2 separate regions of the Sus scrofa genome follow, and region 2 is linked to region 1. Evidence: chromatin contacts called from public promoter capture Hi-C data. All regions are on one chromosome and are shown on one strand. Each heading gives the region's core, a stretch centred on a gene start, on an enhancer-like site or on the middle of the called end of the contact. The rest is flanking DNA. Distances are from core to core; before and after follow the strand shown.

The links. Promoter capture Hi-C pulls out the DNA fragments that hold promoters and counts their contacts.
Region 2: a promoter capture Hi-C map of fetal skeletal muscle shows a contact between it and region 1, with 3 times the contacts expected there. The contact joins the promoter of WDR75 here to the promoter of GULP1 in region 1. A contact is called at or near these places in 1 of 5 promoter capture datasets (fetal skeletal muscle) and 1 of 2 datasets of contacts at active chromatin or transcription factors (skeletal muscle).

Annotation. Positions count from the first base shown.
Region 1 is chr15:92,986,656-92,991,064 of Sscrofa11.1, forward strand. GULP1 (PTB domain-containing engulfment adapter protein 1) reads left to right here and starts at 1,439. Exons shown (of 12, transcript XM_021075382.1): 1 at 1,439-2,132.
Region 2 is chr15:93,977,578-93,982,432 of Sscrofa11.1, forward strand. It overlaps WDR75 (WD repeat-containing protein 75), which reads left to right and starts at 3,477. Exons shown (of 21, transcript XM_003133536.4): 1 at 3,477-3,748. The coding sequence starts at 3,663. It also overlaps a transcript of COL5A2 not described here.

The sequences.
Region 1 (4,409 bases), core at 189-2,688:
TGGTCAACTTCCTTATTCATATTGGGCTATCTCTTGATTTATTTTTATAATCATTTTGATATTAAGTAAGCATCATTTTTTAGTGATTGAATATTGTTATTTACAGAAAAAGCAACCAACATTGTCCTATGATTCATGTTTTCAGTGGAGTCATTTTACTGTGTGCTTGGCTGTTGTAATAAAGTAGGAAGCATACTGAAAAGATAATAATGCCCACATATGAAGAGGCCTAATTTCTGGCCCTATTTGGCGTGTCCCAACAATGAGATTTGGGGAAAGTCAATTAAGATTATTGGACTTCAGTTGCCTTGTATTTAAATTAAGAGAGTTTGGCTAGAATTAGCTAATCCCTAAATTTAGTTTAGTTTTGTCTTTGTAGGGCCATACCTGCAACTGTTCCCAAGTTAGGGGTCGAATGGCAGCTGCAGCTGCTGGCCTACCCCACAGCAACATGGGATCCGAGCTGTATCTGTGACCCATACCACAGCTCACAGCAAAGTCGGATCCTTAACCCACTGAGCGAGGCCAGGGATCGAACCTGCTTTCTCATGGATACTAGTCAGATTTGTTTCTGCTGAGCCACTACAGGAACTCCTAAACTTAGTTTTCATTTCAAAAATTGTGATTTTACATTTTTAAAGCATTTGGGAGAAGAAAACTGATTCAATTAAAGTCTTTGGGGGAAATTTCTAGTACTATCTTCTAGTTACAAATATAGTGTGACATAAGAACCAAATATTTATTGACTACTTTCTCCATGCCTGATGCTATTCTAACTCCTGTAAATGTGATCTTGACTCTATGAGTTCTCTTACACAGTTTCTTTGGCAGCTGTAATTGTGACCAGTGACCTAGGGTAGAGAATAAGTGTGTAGTCTTGAAAGGAATATGACCAGTCTGATTCTAAGCCCCAGATTCCACTGTAACACAATATATTTAAGTCTTGCAAAATGCTTCCCCCCCTCTCCATCTATTTTCACATTCAAATTAAAAATTTAGTAAACTAAATTCTGAGCAATGTCTAGAAAAACTTTAGTAAAGTTCCACTTGTTCTCAAAGAATCACTTAAACGAGGATACTACTCCTTGTCCTTCTTCCCACATAGAAGTTAATCGTGTCAGTGAGAACATTTGCTGTGTTTTCCCTTGAACCTGTAGAAGTCCTGAGTTCTGAGGTTAATATCTGAAAGGAGCAAAGGAGCATTATCTGGTGGTGTTGGCAGTTTTCTTTCTTTCCCTTCCTTTCTTTTTTATTTTTAAGGCATAACAAAGTGCAGAGATTCGATCTGAATTTTTTAAAAATGAGGAAAAATAGAGAAAAAGTGTAGAGGTGCAGTCAGAGCCACAGCAAACACTGTATCCACGCTTTCTTGATAAAGGCTGTAAAGAAGGCGTGTTCTACTCAAATTCGTGTGTCTGCTTCTTTTGACACTCTTTCCGCCGTTGTTAAGCAGCACAAGTGTTTTAAGATTGTGTTCGGAAACACATAGAGATAAGGGAAGGCAAATAATCCCCATTCAGTGCTTCAGGCAGGAGGTTCGAAAGGAAACGCGGCGGGGGACGAGGGCTGGGGGTGGGAGAGGAGCTGCATTTTTGCTTCTGTGCCGGCTAAGAAGCCAGCAAGGTAAGGCTTCCCTTCTCCAGTCGGGTTTCTCTCGCATTCCATTCTCCCCCATGGGTCCTGCGTGCAGACGACACATAGCTCAGTGGGCGCACAGGAGGCGAGCATTAGAGATTAAAGAAAGTCAGCGAGATTGAACACGGGCGTCCCGTTTGGAAGTGTCCAAGGAGACCAGCCGAGACTGGGAGCGTTTCCTTCTGGCCGAGAGGGGGAGCCCCGCGTTCCCAGCCTGGAGCGACCCGGAGTCCCGAGCCTCGAGCCCCAGCCGCCAGCCAGCGCGTTTTGGCTCCAGCCGCTAAGGAAGAGGAGGGAGGGGGCAGAGAATGCGTAGAGGGAGGGGACCGGAGCCGGAGGGTCCCGAGTCCAGCACGGTGTTGACGTAGAGAAACTTTCCCTCTCGGCCGCGGAAACGGCGCCCCGGCTGTGCTGGAGCGGAGATCGCCAGGTTCCGAGGACGCCGCGGCTCTCCACGCCCCTGCCCGGAGCCTGACCCGACTGCATCAGTCAGTAAGGTACGGAGAGACGCCGTTTATCCTGGGGCTTCGCTGGCTGCAAACCCCAGCGTCCCGCCAGGTAGCGTTCAGTCCCTTTTAAGTCGACATCCTGAGAAACGGCGGGCCGGTGGTCAGCCCCGGCCGGGTGCAGGGGAAGGAGGGCGCGGGGCTGTGAGCCGCCGCTGCTGCCGCTGGGCAGGTTGCAAAGATTGGGACAGTGAAAGGCTTTGGGAGACGTCCGGCAAGGAAGGAGAATAAGACCTGTTGACGACCGCTGTGGCAGTGCTTCAGGGATGACGAGGAGTCAGTCTCACGAGGTCGGGGACGCAGTGTTCTCCCGACTCCTGGAGCCCTTTGTGGTAACTTTGGTCCGGGTGACCGGGGCCGGCGGGCGGGAGCTGGAGGGAGCCGAGGGTCGACTGTGGTCAGTACGGCTGCGGGGGTAGGGACCAGACGCGACTGAGCAAGCAAGTCTTCGCCGGGTCACAGCGGGGCGACCCAGGAGCTAAACTTCTTTAGCTTAACCTCCCTTTTGTTGGCCGCGGGAGGGAGTGTGAGCAGGGGGGGCGGGGAGGCGCGAAGCTCCGAGGCCCGGCCGCGGATTCTTTAAAGCCCAGGCTGGGAGGGCCCAAACTCAGGGGCCGCGCCCACAGGGTTACCCTTTGGCTGGGTGGGTCAAGTATTTCTTTCTGGTGGGCGCTACTTAGAGGGGCGCGTGGCGCTGCGCGGTATTGAGACCCTGGGTTCTCGCTGGGGTCCACCACCCTGTGGGCTGAATCACTGCACGGATCAGAACCCAAAGAGATCGGTTCTTCCCTGAGGCTCCTGGGGCCGCCTCTCAGACTTCCCTGTGTGCGGGAGGGAACTCTGGGCAGGCTGGTTTTCTTGGAATGTGTTTACGATGTTGAATGGAACTTGAACAGGAAGCTGGACGCTGCAGCTGGAACCAGCTTGCCAGGGTAGAGTAAGGAAGACGTAGCTGGAGTTGGACTTGTCATGTGCACTTAGTACCTTGGGCAAACCCCGAGTAAAAGCGGGCCGTCGATCAACATATCCCTTCCTGGGTCCCAATAGTTTTTCCCGACTGAGCTCACCTTACTTTCACTTGCAATCAGACATTTGAATGCACTATTTCAATCTGCAAATTTGACAAAGTATAATGCAATTAGGAAGGCTTTAATAACTTTGGGACCTGCTTTTTTTTAAAAAAAAAATCTTGCATCAGCAGTTGAGAATAAAAGTTTTTGAAGAATGTTCTAGTTATGACTCCCTTCTAGGATTAGAATGAGACTAGGATACTGGTGATTTTGTGTCTTTGATGCCAAATGGGTGATAAGGTGCTAAAAGAAGGCAGTAATGAGACGGAGTGAATGTGAGGAAGTAGGAAACTGTGAGAGGAGTTGGACATTTTTCAGATTTGCAAATCAACCCTTTTTCTGCTAGTCTTTCTCTCCTTCCCCCACATAAACAAGTGGTCTTGCTAGAAAATCCACCAATTGGGAGAGTGCAGTCACTGGCGACTACAACCCTTGCTGGAAACAGCAGACAGGCTAAGGTACTGCCCCACTGCATAATTAAAAGGTCTCCTTGAGCTGTCCAGGAGTGTTTTCCAAGTTTTTACGACTGACAAGGAAAGAAGAGAGGAACCTGGCCGGCAGCCAAACTAGACTGAGCTCAGTAGCCAGGCATGAAAGAGACTGGGGAAGTTGCAGGGGATAATTGGAAAGGAGCTGTTGGTTGTACTTGGATTTAAACAAGGGGTTTCTTTTGCAATGAGAATTTTTAGGTGACTAAGATCAGCCTTCTTGGCAAAAAAAAAAAAAAAATAAATAAATAAACCGAGCATAGAGTGCAGTGGGATGTGACAGAGGAGAGTGAAAGAAGTGGTTCTAGGAGGGAAGTGAGATCCTTCCCTATCTGTGTTGCTGTGGAATAGCTGGGGGCATGATGCATTTTGCACTAATCATTCTGTGCAGATACCCACACTTTGTTGCTTTTTGTCTCCTCAACTTGGACCAGGCTTGCTGAAACTTCAAGCTCTTGACCTTGACTTTCCTTGTTTTTCCTAGCCAGTATGAACTGAAGACTTGGGTTTTGAGCAGATGGTTTTCCACCTTAATCGAATAATTCCATTAGGTATTCTCAAATGGAACAGATTTGGGTCATGAAATTAAAGTGGAAAATGCATCCAACTGTCTTCCTTGTATTTGTCAAAGTAATCCAGATAATAGATCTCCTTCACGGAAAGGAGTAGAAGTTGGTGTGATCTCAGTATTTCTCGCATTTGCCTAATAC
Region 2 (4,855 bases), core at 2,227-4,726, 990 kb after region 1:
GGTTGCAGATGCGGCTCGGATCCCGCGCTGCTGTGGCTCTGGCGTAGGCCCGTGGCTACAGCTCTGATTCAACCCCTAGCCTGGGAATCTCCATGTGCCGCGGGAGCGGCCCAAGAAATAGCAACAACAACAACAACAACAACAAAAAAAAGACAAAAGACAAAAAAAAAAAAAAACAAAACTACAAGACCAAGCATTGACAAGGATGTGATGCAACTAAAACTTTCATACTTTAATGATCAGAATGCAAAATGGTACAGAAACCAGAAAAACTGTCTCACAATTTCTTAAAAATATAAACATATTATTTGAGCCAGCAATCCCAGTTATTGGCATTTACCCTAGAAAATAAATAAAAATGTATGTTCACACAAAAACCTACAAATTAATGTTTAAATCAGTATTATTCACATGTTCCAAAACTAGGGAAGAAACTAAACATCCTTCAACAACAAAAAAAAATGAATAAACAAATTGTGGAACGCCCATATACACAGAATACTCCCCATCAAAAAAAGAGGAAACCACCGATCTACACAACAACACAAATTTCTAATAATATTATGCTAAGTGAAAGAAGCTAGACATAAAAGGTTACACACAATATAATACTGTTTATACAAGTTTCTGGAGGCAAGCTGTAGGGACTCAGAACAGATCAGTGGTTGCCCAGTGTGATGGTTAATTTTATGTGTCAATTTCATTGGGTCATGGGATGCCAGGTATTTGGCTAAACAATATTTCTAGATTTGTCTGTGAAGGTAATGCCAATCTTACCTGATTGGCACTGAAATCTGTGGACTCAAAGCAAACTGCTCTCCCCAACGTGGCTGGGCAGCATACAGGGCCCATTAGGATTAGAATAGAACAAAAGGAAAAGGGATGGAAAATTCATTCCTTCTCTACCTGACTGCTGGGCTGGAGCAGTGTTCTCCTCCTGTAGTTACACTGGATATATACCATCTTCTCCCCAGGTTCTCAGGCCTTCAGACTCAGGGTGAATTACGCCACCAGCTTTCCAGGGTGTCCAACTTGCAGACTGCATATTGTAAGACTTTTCAGCCTCCATAATTGAGTGCACCAATTCCTTTTAATAAATAAAAACCAATCAATCAATCCTATTGGTTCTGTTTTTCTGGAGAACCCTGAAAGGGATTTTGGTACCAAGAGTGGGCTGCTCATGTAACTAACAAAACCTAAAAAGGTGGGAGCAGCCTTGGAACTAGATAGAGAGGCTGGAAGAGTTTTAAAGTATGTGTCAGCAGGGAAATCTAATCACTTGTAATGGAAAAAAAAAAAAGAATGTGTATAACTGGGTCACTTTGCTGTACAGCAGAAATTGACAGAACATTGTAAATCAACTACAATAAAATTTTTTAAATAAAGTATGTGCTAGGAAAAATCAATATTGCCATGAATTTAAAGAGGATTCTGTTGAGGACTCAGAAAGACAAGAGGAACGCTGAAGAGAAACAGGGACCTGTCACGCATGCTCAGCTCTCAACAAAGGAGTGCAACTTTCCTTGCTCTCTTCTATAAAATGCCTAGGGAAGCCTCTGACAGTGCTAACAGCAGGAGCAGAGAATATCTATAGCCACCTCCTATCACCCTCAATATCCTATTCTTTCCAGTCCTTCAAACACTTTAGAAAATGTTGCTTTTTTTGTGTCTGTGGGCCAATCAACAAAGATTGATATATGATATTCAAATACCAGTATATGAAAGGAAATAATAGACTTAAGAAGCAGAGTTCATTACACTTAGCAATTCTTGAAAATGTGACTCTAAATTTTAAACCATCGACTGCCGACCCTTGCTATCTTTCAATTGCTCACTGATGCAATCTTTATAGACAACTTCGTTTGCTTTACACCACTTCCTCAGTCCTTTTCCCTCCGGATTTCTTCTTAAGAATTTATACTCTCTTATAATACTTCCTCTCCTTATGGATTTTCCCAAAACATCAGACTAAAAATCTAAGTTACATAGTTCCCTATTTTGGCTGCTGTTAGTTATTCCTCTTGGTTTTCCCAGTAACACGTCTCTATTCCACAGAACATTCTCTCAAAATAAAAAATGCAGATATTCTTCAACCCCACAGCTTTTCTAGGAATCCCTCATACAGCAATAGTGTCATAAATCTGTGCCCTGTATCACTATTTGCCACTTTTTGAAAAAATGGAAATGACTATCCACCTTTGAGAGAATGACTTAATTGTGGCATATTTACTCGATGAATGCTATGCAGTCATTAAGAAAAAGAGATAAAAATCTGTATACAATGCAGTGAAAGCATTATAGAGGGGGAAAAGGGATACATGGTGCCTTACATTCAAGAATAATGTTAAGGTGTATATACGCTTAGAAAAACATCAGGAAACATACACGCCAAACCTTTAATGGTTAAGAGATATTCATGGGGTGTAGGATGGACCAAGACCATTCTACTTCTGCACTGAATTATTTTATATCAAATTTGTATTAACGTTGCATTTTAAAAATACTGTTTTTTAACGTGCACTACCTTAACAAACACATATTCATTAGGTTAAGCCTAAACCGCCTCGGAAACTGGCCTTTCATATTACTGTTTTATTTTCTTCAGCACACAAATTGTGATTGTCACATTAAACATTTTTATTGTCTCTCTCTCCCATTGAAGGTAATAAGGCAGGGATCACATTTGTCTTGCACTGTGTCTCACATGTAGAAGGTTCTCAATAATTATTTGCCTCCAGAAAGACTAAGGAGATCCACGTACAAGGCAGATCTCCTGTTCCTGTTAAGGTGACGCTGACAGTGGCTCTTCACCTTTAGGAGTGGTAGGGAGCCAGTACAGAGGGCATTGGTAAATGTTTAAATTAATGAATGAAAATGAGCACCCCTTAATATACAGGAACAACAAAAATGATACACATACGTTTATAAAAAAGAAACGGATGTGGAGACATTAACTTTCTCAGCATTCAGGGCTTCGGAAGCTAAAACCACGGAATTTGGCCAGGATAGAGTGGAATGTCAGATCGGCCGACCGGGGAGAAAAATAAGAACCAGAATCCCGGAGGAGCTAGATGTCCAAAGGAAAAGGCAAGGCTCTGCAGCTGCGAAGATTCTGTAGGAACGTGAGCTACGCTTAGAGGAATAGGGCAAAGAGACTGCTAATGAGAGAAACAAACAACTGTAGAGAATTCTACCTCCCCACCCAAGAACTCAACCGTGAGACCAAGAAAGCTTTTGGCTCACAAGGCAGGCGTCATCACGAAGCGCCCGATTCAGAAAAAGGGGAAGCTCGGCGAGGATGGGAAAGGACCGGTGGTCACGTGACACAGTTTGGTTCACCTTTCCCTTTCAGCGGAAGAAGCTATAGTCAGACTGATAAATCCAGAGAGAAAGTTATCTGTACTAAATAAAATTTTAGGAGAATCTAACATAAATGCATTGCGTCTTTGACTACATTTCACTTTTACCTTTCTTCACAGGCGTCCTAATGAGCGGTTGCCCAAACGAAAGATGGCCCTGCAGGCGCAGGGTCTTACCATAAAGAGTTACCATAGAGACTGAGGCCTAGAAGAGCCCCGAGTGGGAGTCTGTAGGCGGGACAAACGCCCTGTCAACCGGCTTCCGTCCAGGAAGCTCGGGGCGGGGCCTGCGCTTGCGCGAAGATGGTGGCAGAAGAGAGTCTCCGCGTGGTTCGCTGTGGCGGCAGCGAATTGAACTTCAGGAGAGCGGTGTTCTCTGCGGATTCTAAGTATGGGTGCGCCGCGCTTTGCCGCCAGGCTGAGGGGCGTTGAGTCCACCACCTGGGAGCGGGGGGGAGAGGAAGAACTATCCGGCGCGTCCGGGCTGGCGGTTCTGGTCTCGGGAAGGGGCGCGCCCGGAGCACTCCAGGCCCCAGGAGGAGCCGGTAGCTGTTAAGAGGAATGAGATACCTGTTAGTCCAGTGGCACTGCAGACTGGGGCGCGCGCGCTTCTCCCTCTCCAGATCTGCAGGTAAATTGAGGGGCCCCCGGGAGCGGACCCACGTGTCTAGAATCGGCTGGTCGTTGGGGCGGCTGGAAAATGATCCAGGTACAAAATATGTATGCCGCTGTTCTTGCAGTACCATGAGTATCCCTTTTTGGGACCGAATCATGATTTGGAATTCCTGAACGATTAATTATTGGGAGTTCTCCACATATCCTACCCCCTAAAAAACCATTCTGGTCACCTTTTTGGAGCTTTGCGTGGAAAATATTAGATTCTGTGTGGGATAAAAGCATGTTTAAGCCCTGGTCCCCTTCATCAGGAGTTCAGTGTAGCTGGATGCTAAACTAGCGGGTTCGAAACCCGGTTCATCTATTCTGTGCCTCTGCAGGTTCTTAATCTCTGCCTCAGTTGCCTCTATAAAACGGGAGTATTTGGTAATCCATCTCATAAGGTTGTTGAGAGGATTAAGTGCCTAAATACTTAGCGCATCGAACAGTGCCTGGCACTTAATGGTTCAATGTAAGTCAGCTGTCATTATTATTACTGCTGTATTGTCAGCGTCATCTATAAGTGACAAAATGAGATTTTCAGTCAGTGATGGATAATTAAAACCCTTTCTATTTTAGAAAAGTAGAGATAGTGGTCTGTGAAGGTTTGTATGGCCACAATATCTTGTTTATGGGTCTTTAGCAGATAGCTACTGAATGCATGCATGAGTGACTGAAGGAGCTTTCATAAATTAGCTTAGTGGCCAAAAAAAAGGAATCCCTGGTCTTTACAATAAAGAGGGCTTCGTTGATACTTGTGAATCAAAGAAAGAAACTGAAGCTTCAAGAGATTGCTAGAGTTCTACCACTTTGAACTTATATCCAGTTTCTTCCTCCAGTGT